2 separate regions of the Oryctolagus cuniculus genome follow, and region 1 is linked to region 2. Evidence: chromatin contacts called from public Hi-C data. All regions are on one chromosome and are shown on one strand. Each heading gives the region's core, a stretch centred on a gene start, on an enhancer-like site or on the middle of the called end of the contact. The rest is flanking DNA. Distances are from core to core; before and after follow the strand shown.

Region 1 (7,235 bases), core at 2,131-4,630, 160 kb after region 2:
TGCCCAAAGGCCAAGTAACATTAACTTGAACAGAGCACCAAACAAATGACTACATGGAAATCACCCACCTCTTCACCACAGACTCATCCAAACCTTCCCCTGCTCTCAGACTCTATCGACTCCCTAGAAAGGAAAATTTGAACATTTGAAGTATCAGCTTATTTTTTTAAAAGAGACAAAGCTAATACCTTGAATTTGAAAGTTTATTGTTTTACAACATTATCAGAAATGCCAGAGCAAGATAAAACCAGTAACCAAAAAAACTAGAGTGTATACTTTGTGGCTTATCTGAATTGTGTGTTATCATATTTGACCTCTCTATACTGTAACATGATGGACATAGTGCTACAAGAACTATGAAGGTCAGATTTTTTAGACTAATTAGACAAGGTTTCCCAGAAGAGTAATATTTGAGATGAATTTTAAAGGACAAACAGGAATTGCCCAGCTATGAGGATGCAGAAGTATATTTTAGGAAATGCAAAAAAGTGAGTTAAAGGACACTGGTAAAATTAAGCATGGCATGTTCAGAGAAAACAAAGTTGTCTGAGAAAAGGACTGATTTATGTGCAAAGAGAAATCAGGGGCCAGCGCTGTGGCACAGCAGGTAAAGCTGCAGCCTGCAGTGCCAACATCCCATATGGGTGCCAGTTTGAGTCCCAGCTGTTCCATTTCTGAACCGGATCTCTGCTATGGCCTGAGAAAGCAGTAGAAGATGGCCCAAGTCCTTGGGCCCCTGCACCTATGTAGGAAGACCCAGAAGAAGCTCCTGGCTCCTAGCTTCAGATCCCTGCAGCTCCGGCTTTTGCAGCCAATTGGGGAGTAAAAACTGGGGAGTGAATCAGCGGATGGAAGATCTCTCTCTCTCTCTCTCTCTCTCTCTGCCTCTCTCTGTGTAACTGACTTTCAAATAAATAAATAATTTAAAAAAATCAGGTTGAATGGACAGACTGCAGGGCACCAGCTGTGGCGGTTAACGTAAGTCTTGAATGGGACTTTGTGTGTTTAGAAACTTGAAAACAGCCTATGCCCTGCTCTCCCAGGGTCTTGTGTACCCTGAAGCAGAGAGTATACCCTGAGGATGCAACTAGCCTTTAAAGTACACACAGAAGCTTGGTTAGCTTGCTAAGCCTAAGTCACCAGATTTCCTATGCCTGCAAGTGATGCCTCTGCACAAAGATGTTATATAAATTAGCAGGGATTCTTTAAATATGGTCAGATTATGGAAGGCCATGCAAATTCCTTTAAAGAACTAGATTTTAAATAAAACAGTGAGGAGCTGCTGAAGGTTTTTGGGCAGGGGTGTGATATGACAAAAGAAATTATTCCAGCAGCAGCTGGATGCAGTGTAGATTGGAGCCGAGAGACTCAGCAAGTTACTGCAGTTGTCCAGGCATGAAGCAAAAAGCAAGATTTGATGGTATCCATGGTAACTGAGAGGGAAAGATATGAAAATTATTTTGAAGGCAGAAACAACAGGACTTGATTACTGATTTGATATGAGTGTATGGAAGAGGCGGCAGTAATAAATGACTCAGGGGTTTTGAGCTTAGGAAGCTATGAGAATAAATCTGAAACAGGCACACTAATCAGAAGGGCTCCTCTGAGAGAAGAAATAGAATTTGGTTTAAGGCATGTTGAACTTCACATCATGATGGAATATATAAATGGAAATGTTCTCTATACATATGAAAGGGCATGACTAGGGCATTTTTCCTTTTTTTCAGGTTTTTTTTCTCTTTCATAAATTTGAAGGCATCCAAGGTCTTTTACTTAGAGATTGTGGGGAATAAATTTATCACTTCCCTTACATTTAGTTAACCGAGAAGGTCATCATTACCATCACCAAACTTGTTTTCAAATTAACATAAAGTACATACTATTCAACACCTATTCGTATCTGTCTTTTTTTTTTTTTTTTTTTTTTTTGACAGGCAGAGTTAGACAGTGAGAGAGAGACAGAGAGACAGGACTTCCTTTTCTGTTGGTTCACCCCCCAAAATGGCTGCTACGGCTGGCGCACTAAACTGATCCAAAGCCAGGAGCCAGGTGCTTCCTCCTGGTCTCCCATGCGGGTGTAGGGCCCAAGCACTTGGGCCATCCTCCACTGCACTCCCGGGCCACAGCAGAGAGCTGGACTGGAAGAGGAGCAACCGGGACAGAATCTGGCGCCCCAACTGGGACTAGAACCTGGGTGCCAGCGCTGCAGGCGGAGTATTAGGCAAGTGAGCGGCGGCACCACCCGTATCTAGCATTTTTGTAGACATGGTTCACAGTAACAGATCTCATGCACATAAGAGATTTCCACTCTGAGACCATCAACATTTATAAGATCAATATGCGGAGAAGACAAAAGTAGAATAATGGTTATTGAGCAATAACAACAGAAGATCATATGCAGCAGTCATTTAGAAAGGAGGTAGGACAGTGCTAGGTAAGACTAGCTATGACATACTGGTGGTTGGAGAATTTAAAAAAATTAGCTAGAATTCCTTTTTTGGATAGGGCTAATTTAATTCATTATCTCTTTTTGAAAAGAAAGTAGATTTGGGTTGCCACTTACAGACTGATATTTATTATTTTCATTCAGCTAGGATGTAACATTTTATACCCGTCATCCCATCCTGTCCATGGATTCTATGACTTGTGCAAGACCTGCTGTGTAGGAAAGCTATTCTGCAGGAAATCTGGGTTTCAAAATAAAACTTCCAGTATACCAGATTTAATCACTTGAATGAAAATGAGAAAGATTACATTGTTTCATGTGAAAATTCAGCTACTTTTTTAAGAGATCAAAGTATAAGACCCAAGAATATTGTTGTTGAGAGCAGATTATTTAGCAATCTCTCCTTCCTGCCTTTCATACACAGAAGCCCTTCTATACAGATGGTCAACTTTTGAGGAGAGAGAGCATGAATTGGCATGCTTTCTCCCTTGTGTTTCCACATTATTAATTTCATTACAGTTTAATACTGTATGTCAAAAATCTAGACTTGGAGTCAGGTGGTCTAGTTCATGTTTCTGACCTACTAATGGGCAAGTTGTTTCACTTTTATACCAGTGTTTGCTGTGCAACTGAGATGATTAAAAAGCACTATCGAGATGATGCCTCATGGACATAGGCACCATAACAAGTCCAGTAGTACTGATGGAGACCCCATTCTCACCTATAGAAAAGTCTACATTAATTTAAGTTTCTCTGAGAATTGTGGATATCAAGCATTCACTTTTTAGTTACATAACATGTTTTCAACAAATTGCCTTTAAATTGTTCACTATTCTAAATAGATGAGAGAGAGGGTGTGAGAGAGGATCTTTATCTTTTGCAGCTAGTTCAATGTATGAAAGCTTAATTTCTTTGCTACCCACACAGTTTCCTCTGGGGCCTTAGCCTTACCAGTATTCTATGACTCACTGCTTTACTTTTCATAAATAGATGCTAAATACTGTCCCTGATTCTGTTGGAAATGGCAGATAAAAATATCCAAGGAAAATTTTATTGCAGTTAGATTTGAACTGTGCAATAGTTCCCCCACCTCTCCTTTTTTCTTTCCTTCTTTTCTCTTTTGTTTTCTGCTCAGCAACCTGGTTGCCAAAATAGTAGCTGCCAACTCTTGTCAAATAGTTTTATTCTCTTTGTTGCTCATCCTCACAATATACAGCCTTCTTACTGGGAAGGAAGGAGATAGTTGTTGCGCCTCCTCCCCTTTTCTCCCTTATCCTTCCTTTGCCCATTCTGTCTCCACTCTGCCTCACTACATTTTTTCCTTCCTATTTATTCTCTTCTTCCCATGTCAAGGTCAATCAAGTATCACTAGTGGCCTCAGAAGAAGTTAGCTTCTTTTGTCACAAACCTAATTAAATTGTCATCTGTCTTGACTTCAAAAATTCCTGGGAACTCTCAAGGAACACACTCAAGGAAACAAAAATATCCTAGGTAATTACAAGCCAGGTTTGAAAGCAGGAAAATGAAGAAAGGGAGAACCACTATGTTTCAGTTAAGATGGTGGCCTAAAGAAAGCATGGAAATGAGATAGCATCCAGAAGGCACAGATACCATGTATTTTCTTTTTTTTAATTTTATTTTATTTTATTTTTTTGACAGGTAGAGTGGACAGTGAGAAAGAGAGACAGAGAGAAAGGTCTTCCTTTGCCGTTGGTTCACCCTCCAATGGCCGCCGCGGCCAGCAAGCTGCGGCCGGCGCACCGCGCTGATCCAAACGCAGGAGCCAGGTGCTTTTCCTGGTCTCCCATGGGGTGCAGGGCCCAAGCACTTGGGCCATCCTCCACTGCACTCTCTGGCCATAGCAGAGAGCTGGCCTGGAAGAGGGGCAACCAGGACAGAATCCGGCGCCCCGACAGGGACTAGAACCCGGTGTGCCGGCGCTGCAGGCGGAGGATTAGCCTAGTGAGCCGCGGCGCTGGCCGATACCATGTATTTTCAAGAGCTCTCTGTTGGAAGATGATTTCTCCATGGGAAACCCATTTTCTGAACATCTTCTAATGAGAGGCACTGACATCCTTTGTCCTGGACTATCTTTTCAAGGACCTTTATATAGAAACCACCTTGGAAGATACAGTGTCTATTAGGCATGCTTCTGGCAATTGTAATGAATCTGGATACCCTAATTTCAGAGTTCCTTTTTGTCATGCAATCTACTACATGTGCAGATGTCACCTGGCCTTCTTCATGTCACCCTATGGAAACTGGAGATGAGAGAACTACAAGATAATTCTTATACTCTGCCTGCCTATTTTTATTTCTCTGAGTAATAAAGTCCTGTGCTTATGTCCCAGGAGTATTTTTTTCACCAGCATCTATGAAGTTGCAATGGTCTAACTATTGGCTTATAAGCAAAATCTCAACTCTTCACAGTTTTTGACAATTTCCAGATATTATGACATTTAGGCTGCCGGTAGGAATATCAGGCAGATGAAAACACAAGGGCTAAGTTCTTTTCTCCATCAACATTTTGAAACAGTTAACTATCCCTGCCCCTATCCCTGAGCTCCCACCTCCATCCAGACAACTGTACCTTTCAACCTTGGTAATAATGGGCTCTAATGGCCCATTTATTCAGTAGAGTGGATTTCTAAAACCCATTTCCAGATTACACATTTGTGTGCCAGGATTACATTTGTTTTTATTAATAGAGAAAGGAGTTAAGCAGCGTATTAGAGGTGACTTTTCAATCTCTTAATCAACAAATGCATCCTGAGTACCTTCTTAGGACCATGTTAAGTGCTGCATAAAGCAGCCCAGTTCTTGAAGCATTTTAACTTCCTTCACTTCAATAAAGAAAAACGTCCCTGTAAAAAGAACCTAAATGTTCAAATCATTCATTCAAGAGTAACCAGGACAAACATTTTGATAAGAGGCCTTTCAAAAATTTTCCCTGAAGTCTGTCCTTCACCCAAACAGAAAGGCAACCTCAAGACTCAGACTCAATACCCTTCTGATTTTTAAAAATCTCTGACTTCCAGGAAACTCGAAGACTAATGAGTCTGACCTACCAAGCCAACATCCTTTTTGTACTACTGATTTACAGTAATAATAAAATAAAACATTGCTATTTGTCATTTCCAGTTATTTCAATATGTTGTGATGATTATGGGGGATGGGGAAGAGAAAGAAATGAGTCATGGTGGAGCTTTAAGAGCTGGGAAAAGAGCCATGAATGCATGTGCCCACATAAATGCACACACACACACGCACACACACACACGCACACACAATATTTACAGCAACTTGAATCAGCATTTTCTTTTTTTTTTTTTTTTTTTTTTTTTTTTTTTTAACTTTTATTTAATGAATATAAATTTCCAAAGTATGATTTATGGATTACAATGGCTTCCCCCCCATACCGTCCCTCCCACCCACAACCCTCCCCTTTCCCACTCCCTCTCCCCTTCCATTCACATCAAGATTCATTTTTGATTATCTTAATATACAGAAGATCAGCTTAGTATACATTAAGTAAGGATTTCAACAGTTTGCTCCCACACAGAAACATAAAGTGAAAAATAATAGATTTTTTTTTTAAAATGATGATGAAATCAGATCAGACCTATTGTCATGTTTAATCCCAGTGAGAGTCAAGTTGGGAGTTGATAATTTCTTTTTTTTTTTTAACAGAGGATCAGTTTAGTATGCATTAAGTAGATTTCAACAGTTTGCACCCCCATAGAAACACAAAGTGAAATATATTGTTTGAGTACTCGTTATAGCATTAAATCTCAATGCACAGCATATTAAGGACAGAGATCCTACATGAGGAGTAAGTGCACAGTTTGGCAAAGTTGAATCAGCATTTTCTAAACAATGATGCTATGTCATAAGTGAATTTTACAGTTCATGAAAAATCTGTAACCTGCCTTTAATCTTTCTTAGTTTCTGTATCTTCAGTTCAGCCCAGAATTTAACTTCTGACACAACACAGTACTGACTACTCCAATTTCAAGAACAGTCTTATGAGAGTAGGAAAGCTGGTGGAACCTCCTTGCTCGGTGGGGAAGGGATAAGCGTGAAAACTTACTGAGTCCTACTAATCACGGTACCCAGTGACCAGCTGATTAGATACAAATAGTTTGTAAGGGTAGCAGAGTCCCACTGGCATTTTTTCTGTGGGGGCAGAAGAGTCCCCAAAGCTATTCTTCCTATATCCTACCCTATCATTCTTTATTTTTAGCAATACTACCTGTGTTCTTTCTATTGGTTTCCCTCATAAAGAAGGGCTACAGTGTTATGCATATAAAGTATGCCACAGGTTGCAGGTTTTCTGGCTTAGCCTCATTTCTACCCTAGAATGTAAAAGGGCCCTCTCATCAAAAAATGTGGACAAAAATGTGCAAGGACTGTCACACACATCAAAAAATTGGAAGTAGAACGTGAAAGTTAAGGACACTTTCACAATGGAAAGACATTTAGGTGGTTATATATATATATATATATATATATATAGACAGGCAGAGTTAGACAGTGAGAGAGAGAGAGACAGAGAGAAAGGTCTTCCTTCCGTTGGTTTACCCCTCAAATGGTCACTATGGCCGGCGCGCTGCACAGATCCGAAGCCAGGAGCCAGGTGCTTCCTCCTGGTCTCCCATGAGGGTGCAGGGCCCCAAGCACTTGGGCCATCCTCCACTGCCTTCCCGGGCCACAGCAGAGAGCTGGACTGGAAGAGAAGCAACCAGGACAGAATCCGGCACCCCAACCGGGACTAGAACCCGGGGTGCCG
Region 2 (7,754 bases), core at 4,838-7,337:
TCAGGCCAGTACTTCAAGTCGTGGAAACATGATTCAGAGAGGCTCCAGGCTTACGATTTCAGTTCACCTACCCAGTGAAAGGGGGGTGGTATGATTTATGGCAAACTCTTTGATCCACGAACATAGCAAGACTCCTAGCATTGGGACTTAAACGATCCAGTTTGAGAAATAGTCAGATTTGTAAACCCAGGATAACGGTCAGAAAATGTCACACTCTGATTGGCTGGTTCTGGGTCACAAGCATACTTCCTGAATCAGGAGATGGGTTCAGCTGTGCTCAGACCACATGGGATGAGAGTGAACCGGATTATCCTCCAGGGGAAATTAGGTTGCTGTCACTAAAAGACAAGACAATGATTACTAGGCAGCTGTCGTCATAATGTTGAAAGCACTGCTGATATGAGGAATGGAGCGAGGCAAGCAGAACAGAACAGAGTTGTCTACCACTATGACAAAACAGGCATGTCTTCTAGATTTCTGATTATCTATGATCAGCCTGTGCCTTGGAACATGCCTCTCTCACAGTGCCCCTGCTGTAGCTCCAGGCTTTCCAGGCAAGTGGGGCCCCATCAAACATCCACATTCTCACATGAGCTGCTCCTCTGTCTGGAATGTAAACCTACCCCAATATCCACCCCCTAAACTTGTGCTTTCTCATTCTCAAACATACCTCCTGGTGCCACATCAGACATTTTTTTCTGTCAATTCCCATAGCATGGCAATTTCACTTTTGCTTTTTCCTCTTCTTTTACTATTTTTGGGGGAATGACCATTCCCGCTTATGGGTTTGCTTTAGGAACAGTGCTGTGTAATAGGCCACAATTAGATGCTTTATAGTATGTTGAATAAGTTGTTTCCCAATTGCCATCTAAGAGGAGACAAAGTACCCTCTGCAGCTGATGTGTCATAGACCCTACAATAGGACACACATACACAAGTCAATTAATTCCTTAGCGAAGTCATACAACAAGGTCTGTGACCTCATTTTCTGCTAGGCTTTCTCACCATAAATGTCTTTTAGAGATATCGAAATAGAAAATCTTCTAGAACTGTTAAAAAAAAAAGGCTTGTTTAGATTCTTCCCTTACTGCAATGGCTCAGGGCTAGGTGACCCTACAGTCCCTCCCAGTGCTCCTCACAAAGGCTTCCTGAGACCATGGCAAAGGCCAGGAAAGACGGGAGAAGGCAGAATACTCCCTGTTCTAGGCCTGTCTCCCATAATCCAGTTTATTCCACCAAGGGACCACTGAGAAACCTTCTTCAGAGTAATATCTTTGCCACTGTGGTTCACAATGCGATGAGTTTGGAACAAGGGTAGTCAGATACTTTACAATGGTGCTTCCCAAGAGGCCAGGACACACTCATGGGACCTAGCTCTTCACCAGTCAGAACTCACAGCTTTCCTGAGTTCTAAGAACTGTGGTGATGAGCTTGCCCAGCTTCCAGAGTGCAGCAAGGCCTGTCAGACAGGGAGGAGATTTAAAAGTCACTCAGGGCAAATCAAAAGTGAAAAAAAGAAGGAAGAACCTCTGATGGGGACAGCTAAGAACAGTTTTCTTTTTCCACCATTCGGTGAGGCTCTGGGGCACACTTAGCAAATAGACTGCCTCACTCTTGTGAAAACCCATTCCAGAATCAATCAAGCATTCCTTTTTTATAATTTTGTATTCATATAAAGAGAACAGGTTTCATATATTTCATGTATACAGTTTTTTTTTTTTTTTTTGGATTTTTTTTTTAAACTTTTATTTAAGGAATATAAATTTCCAAAGTACAGCTTATGGATTACAATGGCTTGCCCCCCATAGCGTCCCTCCCACCCGCAACCCTCCCCTTTCCCACTCCCTTTCCCCTTCCATTCACATCAAGATTCATTTTCGATTTTCTTTATATACAGAAGATCAGTTTAGCATCATTAAGTAAAGATTTCAACAGTTTGCTCCCACACAGAAACATAAAGTGAAAAATACTATTTGAGTACTAGTTATAGCATTAAATCTCAATGTACAGCCCACTAAGGACAAAGATCCTACATGAGGAGTAAGTACACAGTGACTCCTGTTGTTGACTTAACAAATTGACACTCTTGTTTATGGCATCAGTAATCACCCTAGGCTCTTGTCATGAGTTTCCAAGGCTATGGAAGCCCCCTGAGTTCACTGACTCTGATAATATTTAGACAAGGCCATGGTCAAAGTGGAAGTTCTCTCCTCCCTTCAAAGAAAGGTACCTCCTTCTTTGATGACCCGTTCTTTCCACTGGGATCTCACTCGTGGAGATCTTTCATTTTTTTTTTCCCCAGAGTGTCTTGGCTTTCCATGCCTGAAATACTCTCATGGGCTTTTCAGCTGGATCCGCATGCCTTAAGGGCTGATTCTGAGGCCAGAGTGCTGTTTAGGACATCTGCCATTCTATGGGTCTGCTGTGTATCTCACTTCCCATGTTGGATCATTCTCTCCCTTTTTGATTCTATCAGCTAGTATTTGCAGACACTATTCTTGTTTATGTGATCCCTTTGGTTCTTAGTCCTATCATTATGATCAATTGTGCACAGAAATTGATCACTGGGACTAGTGAGATGGCATTGGTACATGCCACCTTGATGGGATTGAATTGGAATCCCCTGGTATGTTTCTAACTCTACCGTTTGAGGTAAGTCAGCTTGAGCATGTCCCGAATTGCACATCTCTTCTAATGAAGAACTGGATTAAGGATTCCTCTGGGTTGCCTTTAGAAATCTCTCTTTTTTTTAAATAATAGGTAAAATCCAACAATTTTATGTAGTACAAGCAAGTGGTATTTATCCCACGTAAGCAAGGCTGTCAGCATTTTAAAAAGTCAATAAATTGGACATACTACACAAACTGCAAAAATGTTAAATGGTTACATCAACTTTTGTAAAAGATATTTGGCATAAAAAAACTGAGCAAACAAGAAACAGAAGAGAAATTCCTCATCTAGATAAAGAATATCTACCAAAACCAACTTTAATAGTGAAATTGGACAGTTTTCCCTTAAGTTGGGGAAAGGGGGAAGTGTCTTTTTCTCACCACTACTTTTCAATATTATGGTGGAATTACTAGATAGTGCAGTAACACAAAGAAAGGATACAAAATGCATACATATTGGGAAGGAAGACATAAAACTGCTAGCAAATGTCATTATTGCATGTATAGAAATTTTAAATGATGCTTAATTTTGTTTTTAAATTTCAAATCCTAGCTCTTACCCATACATGGAACAACAATTAAATTGTACATGTAATTCGCCACTTTGCTACACTAACATTGTTCCAGGGGTACTTATGATGTACTTTTGAATTTTCATGTATACAGTTTTAACAGCATAATGATACTTCCTACCCTATGTCCCCCCCCACCTTTCCTCTTCCTTCCTTTCTTATTTTTCTTTTAATTTTTACAGTGACATACTTTCAATTTACTCATTTTTTTTTTTTTGACAGGCAGAGTGGACAGTGAGAGAGAGAGACAGAGAGAAAGGTCTTCCTTTGCCGTTGGTTTACCCTCCAATGGCCGCCGCAGCCGGCGCGCTGATCCAATGGCAGGAGCCAGGTGCTTCTCCTGATCTCCCATGGGGTGCAGGGCCCAAGCACTTGGGCCATCCCCCACTGCACTCCCTGGCCACAGCAGAGAGCTGGCCTGGAAGAGGAGCAACCGGGACAGAATCTGGTGCCCCGACCAGGACTAGAACCCGGTGTGCCGGCGCCGCAAGGCGGAGGATTAGCCTAGTGAGCCACTCAATTTACTCTTGATCTCAGGACCTGATCTGAGTCTCATCATCCTTCCCATCATAGCTGAATATTTCAGGAGGAACATAAAATGAAAGCCATTCTTTTCCTGGAGTGCTATCACATAGCTTTCCATTGAATTCTAGTACCATGTTTTCCTAATGCAGAGAAATCTCACTGGTTCTTATTTCTCTTCTAAATTCTGTTTGGGACTCTTTGTAATTCCACCCAGATCAGCATTTATTTGCCCTCTAAACTGTCTTGGTAGTAAGACTGTAAGGACCTTAATGTGCTCATCTGTATCCACTGTTTTTGCAGTGCCAGCCAAAGTAAATACATGCAAATAACTTACTGATTGGTTTAATATGTTTTGGAAAAGTAATTTAACTGCTGAGCATGCAGGAAGGAACTAAACATTTATTTAACAATACTTGTGTGCCAGGTAGTAAGACTGATGCTTTACACACTATTTAATACTCACTGTTAACTTTGAAGTTAGCATTGCCATCCCCATTTTTATACTTAAGGAACTGAAGTCTAAAGTATTTAAAAAACTGATTAATATCAAGCATGGGCCAGAAAAAGTAACATTTAAACAATGGGAAGATTTGTGAAGTCCCTCAGAAGAAGTTGGGATATATGAGACAGAACCATGTTTTCAGAAATGAAAATCAATATACTATATAAGTTCCATATTCTGATGATGGAAGAGATGAGAATGGCTTGAATTAGAATTGCCATAGAAAATACCAGAAATTTGGCAACTACAAGACCAGATATATTAAAAGCTTTGCTCTTGTAAGATACATATTTTTAAATTCCCATTCATTAAAGTTCTTACTTTCTAAAAGGTTTATACTGTTGATGGTTAAAACTGTGCAATTTCATATGGTCATCTTTTCTAACAAAGCTGAATAATGCATGTCTCAGCTTAAAGCACTCAAGGTCTATTGAATAGGACTCAAACATGAACAGATAATGATATTACATAAGGTAGATGAGGGATAAATATACTCAGATAATATAAAGGGATATCAGAGAAAGAAAACCTATTCCAGTGTGGGGAGCCCGGAATTTTTCTTGGAAGAATTTAATTGTGTTTGTCTTGCTCACAACTGTTTCACCAGCACCTCACATGATGCCTGATGCCTACTATGAGCTTGGCAAGCATGTGTGCACTAAAATGAATGCATGAATGACTGAGCTCTCAGTATGGGAGTTGGTGAGGAATCAGGAATGGGGGTTGATTTCAGAAGGTAGGCTCACAGAGTGCCACACAAATATTATCCAGGTAGAGGACACTGCAGAAGCAAAGGTATGCCAGAAAGAAACCAGAGAGCATGAGAGAAGATTTTAAGTAGTCATACATTGCAGGAGCAATGAGAGTGAGGCAAAGTAGAGTTAGAGAAATAAATTTCAGCCATATTCATGGATAATATTGGAAATAGTTGACAGAAGGCAAAGTACAGTCAGAATAGATGTTGGTTCAGGAAACAGCTTATGCTGGCACGTTTTATCCTTATGGGTGTTTGATTGTCAGAGAAATTGTGGGAAGCTTGGAGATGGATCTGGATGACATGGGATAGGATCTTGAGAGGAAGCTAAGAGGCTGCACGGGAGCCCGAGCTATGCATCTGGAATAACCAGGATGAAGGCCGAGGACATACACCCATAAGGAGGTGTGGTCTGCGGTTCGTGTAGATTCCTCTCAAGTTGTTTTCTTTCTTCAGTGAAACATGAAGTCAGCTCATCACCTGGTATGAGGGTGGAGGAGAAGGGACTGCAGGGTTTTTGAGGGACAAGAAGATATTGAATAGCCATTGAAGAGAAAGGGAGAGTAATCAAGTTAGGAATGTAAGTGGGCTGAATTATGATTCCACTTGAGACTAAAATGAAAGCCATCACTATAATTCTGTGTTTTTCTCTAACAATGCTAAGCTGCAAGGGTGTTGATGTGTAGTGTGCAGAATGCTGGATTTAAACAAGGTTGTATTTTTTCTAAGAGCTGAGCCTGTTGCCATATAATTATCCACAGTGTTTGTTACTTTCCTTTATAAAAGGCAACTGGATAGAGAAGTTCCCATCCTCTCTCTTCAATCAGTTCCACTTACATAGCCCTGCCATGTTGCTCATTCCTTTCACAATTAATTTCTTGGAAATGTCTCTACTGACCTGCTTCATTTTCTCATTTCCCCTTGAGGTTCCATCCTACTTCTCTAGATGTTCCTTTATGAATTCCTTTTCACTTGCCCAACTCTACATTGCCACTTGCCCTTCTCATTAGCCCCAGACTGTCTCATCTGCTCCCTATCTCACCTACACCACAAGATGGTGGTATTCATCACCACATGCCGGCAGAGGGCCTCCAGGTCATAGCTGTCCTAAGCCCCAACCAGCATATTCCTCTCTGTACTCTAACCATTCAAATGTTCCTCCCATACTACAAGAACAAATGTCCTCAATAATGTAGTATCTTTCACTCCAGTATATTCATCTTAGAATTTTCTAATTCCACCACCTACCAGAACATTCTAATTAGAAACCTGAGAATTCAATCTCCTCCCTTTCCTTGTTACATGCATCCTATTAGTTAATCATCAATACCATCAATTATACATTCCCAATATTTTTCTTCATCTTTCCAAATAACTAAATTAGTAAAGAATAAGAAAACATACACTAATTGATAAAAATATATTTTAATGCCAATTTGGATCTGGTGCTCATATCACCTCTACATATTTGGAAAGTTTCCCACAGATATTTGGTAAAATTACATGTGTCTCTATGGACAACCTGACAAATTTTGGCTTCTGCAAAAATGACTGGGGGCAGAGCTGTGAATATTGAATCTGTTTCTCATTGAATTAGCCAAAAAAAGCAGGAATGGAAACTCCACCCACTGACCAGCTCTAGTTGCACAACTCAACATTTTATGGTTGGGGTTACAAGGGAAAATTCCAAGTAAAACTAACTCTGGGTCCTTTATCTGACGGGCTCAGAGGCTTCCATGGGATCATGGGGTTGAGAACTTACCTTTCCATTTAGACCTGCTGTGCTTCATGACGTCCAGAAGCAAAGCAAGCTGAGCTGAGTTCTTGGAAAACATTGGAGAGCTGGGCCATATCAAAGGGAATTTGGAGTGGTTTATGTGGTTTGAAAATTCTTGGGGCAAAACTGCCTTCCTGTTGCTTTTGGAAACTACAGTCCAGAATTGGAAAGGAGGCAAACAACAGGAACTCCCTAACTATTTGGTTTGCTTCCCATTTGTGCTCAGCTAATTATTTTATGCAAACAAGAAAGCATGTTTTTCCACAGTTCCTTCTTTCTCTCTTTCTTTCTCTCTCTTTCTTTCTCTCTTTCTCTCTTTCTTTCTCTCTTTCTCTTTCTTTCTTTCTTTCTTTCTTTCTTTCTTTCTTTCTTTCTTTCTTTCTTTCTTTCTTTCTTTCTTTCTTTCTTTCTTTCTTTCTTTCTTTCTTTCTTTCTTTCTTTTCTTTTTTCAGCCTTGCTGTAACCAAGCCTAACACAGGGGACAATGGAAGATGAAAACCAAATCAGATGACTTCAGTTTAGACACAAATAGAACCAGGTACCTTCTGCCATGCAAACCAATCACAGAACCTTCTCATATGCTTCCCTACATTCTCCACTGTGACTAGAATAAGTGGAATTCATTTGGTGTACAGTTAGCCACCATCCAAGGCCAACAGCACTGAAAATTTCCAAGTAGTGGCTGGTGGTCATGAATTTAAAGTAGGGTCAGTAACTATGACCAGTGTTCCTATCATTCAGTCCCCAGTATGCATTAGTAACAATGTGTGGGCAAATCTCTCCCATCCTTTCAACTCAGCAGGATCTCGAGTTGTAATTACTCCTTTTCCTCTAAAGCCACCTCACTATCTGCTTTTATTCCAATTCTTTGCTCACTTACTGTTGTCTCTTCTCCTACACTTTTTGCCCCTGTGGCTTAACATCTCTAATTCTTTATTATCATTTTAAAAGGATT

The links. A called contact is a pair of places that touch in the nucleus more often than the background predicts.
Region 1: a contact with region 2 is called in a Hi-C map of embryonic fibroblasts, with 2.0 times the contacts expected there. The contact joins two enhancer-like sites. A contact is called at or near these places in 2 of 6 Hi-C or Micro-C datasets (embryonic fibroblasts and an unstated tissue).

The regions. Positions count from the first base shown.
Region 1 is chr1:87,106,526-87,113,760 of mOryCun1.1, forward strand. The region is part of intron 13 of FAM76B (family with sequence similarity 76 member B); the gene reads right to left. Among named protein-coding and RNA genes, the nearest start is that of FAM76B, 100 kb to the right of the region's middle. Within about 2 kb of position 3,381, at least 2 of the 8 cell types and tissues checked have an H3K27ac peak or open chromatin away from gene starts, as enhancers often do.
Region 2 is chr1:86,943,849-86,951,602 of mOryCun1.1, forward strand. The region is part of intron 18 of FAM76B (family with sequence similarity 76 member B); the gene reads right to left. Among named protein-coding and RNA genes, the nearest start is that of FAM76B, 270 kb to the right of the region's middle. Within about 2 kb of position 6,088, at least 1 of the 8 cell types and tissues checked has an H3K27ac peak or open chromatin away from gene starts, as enhancers often do.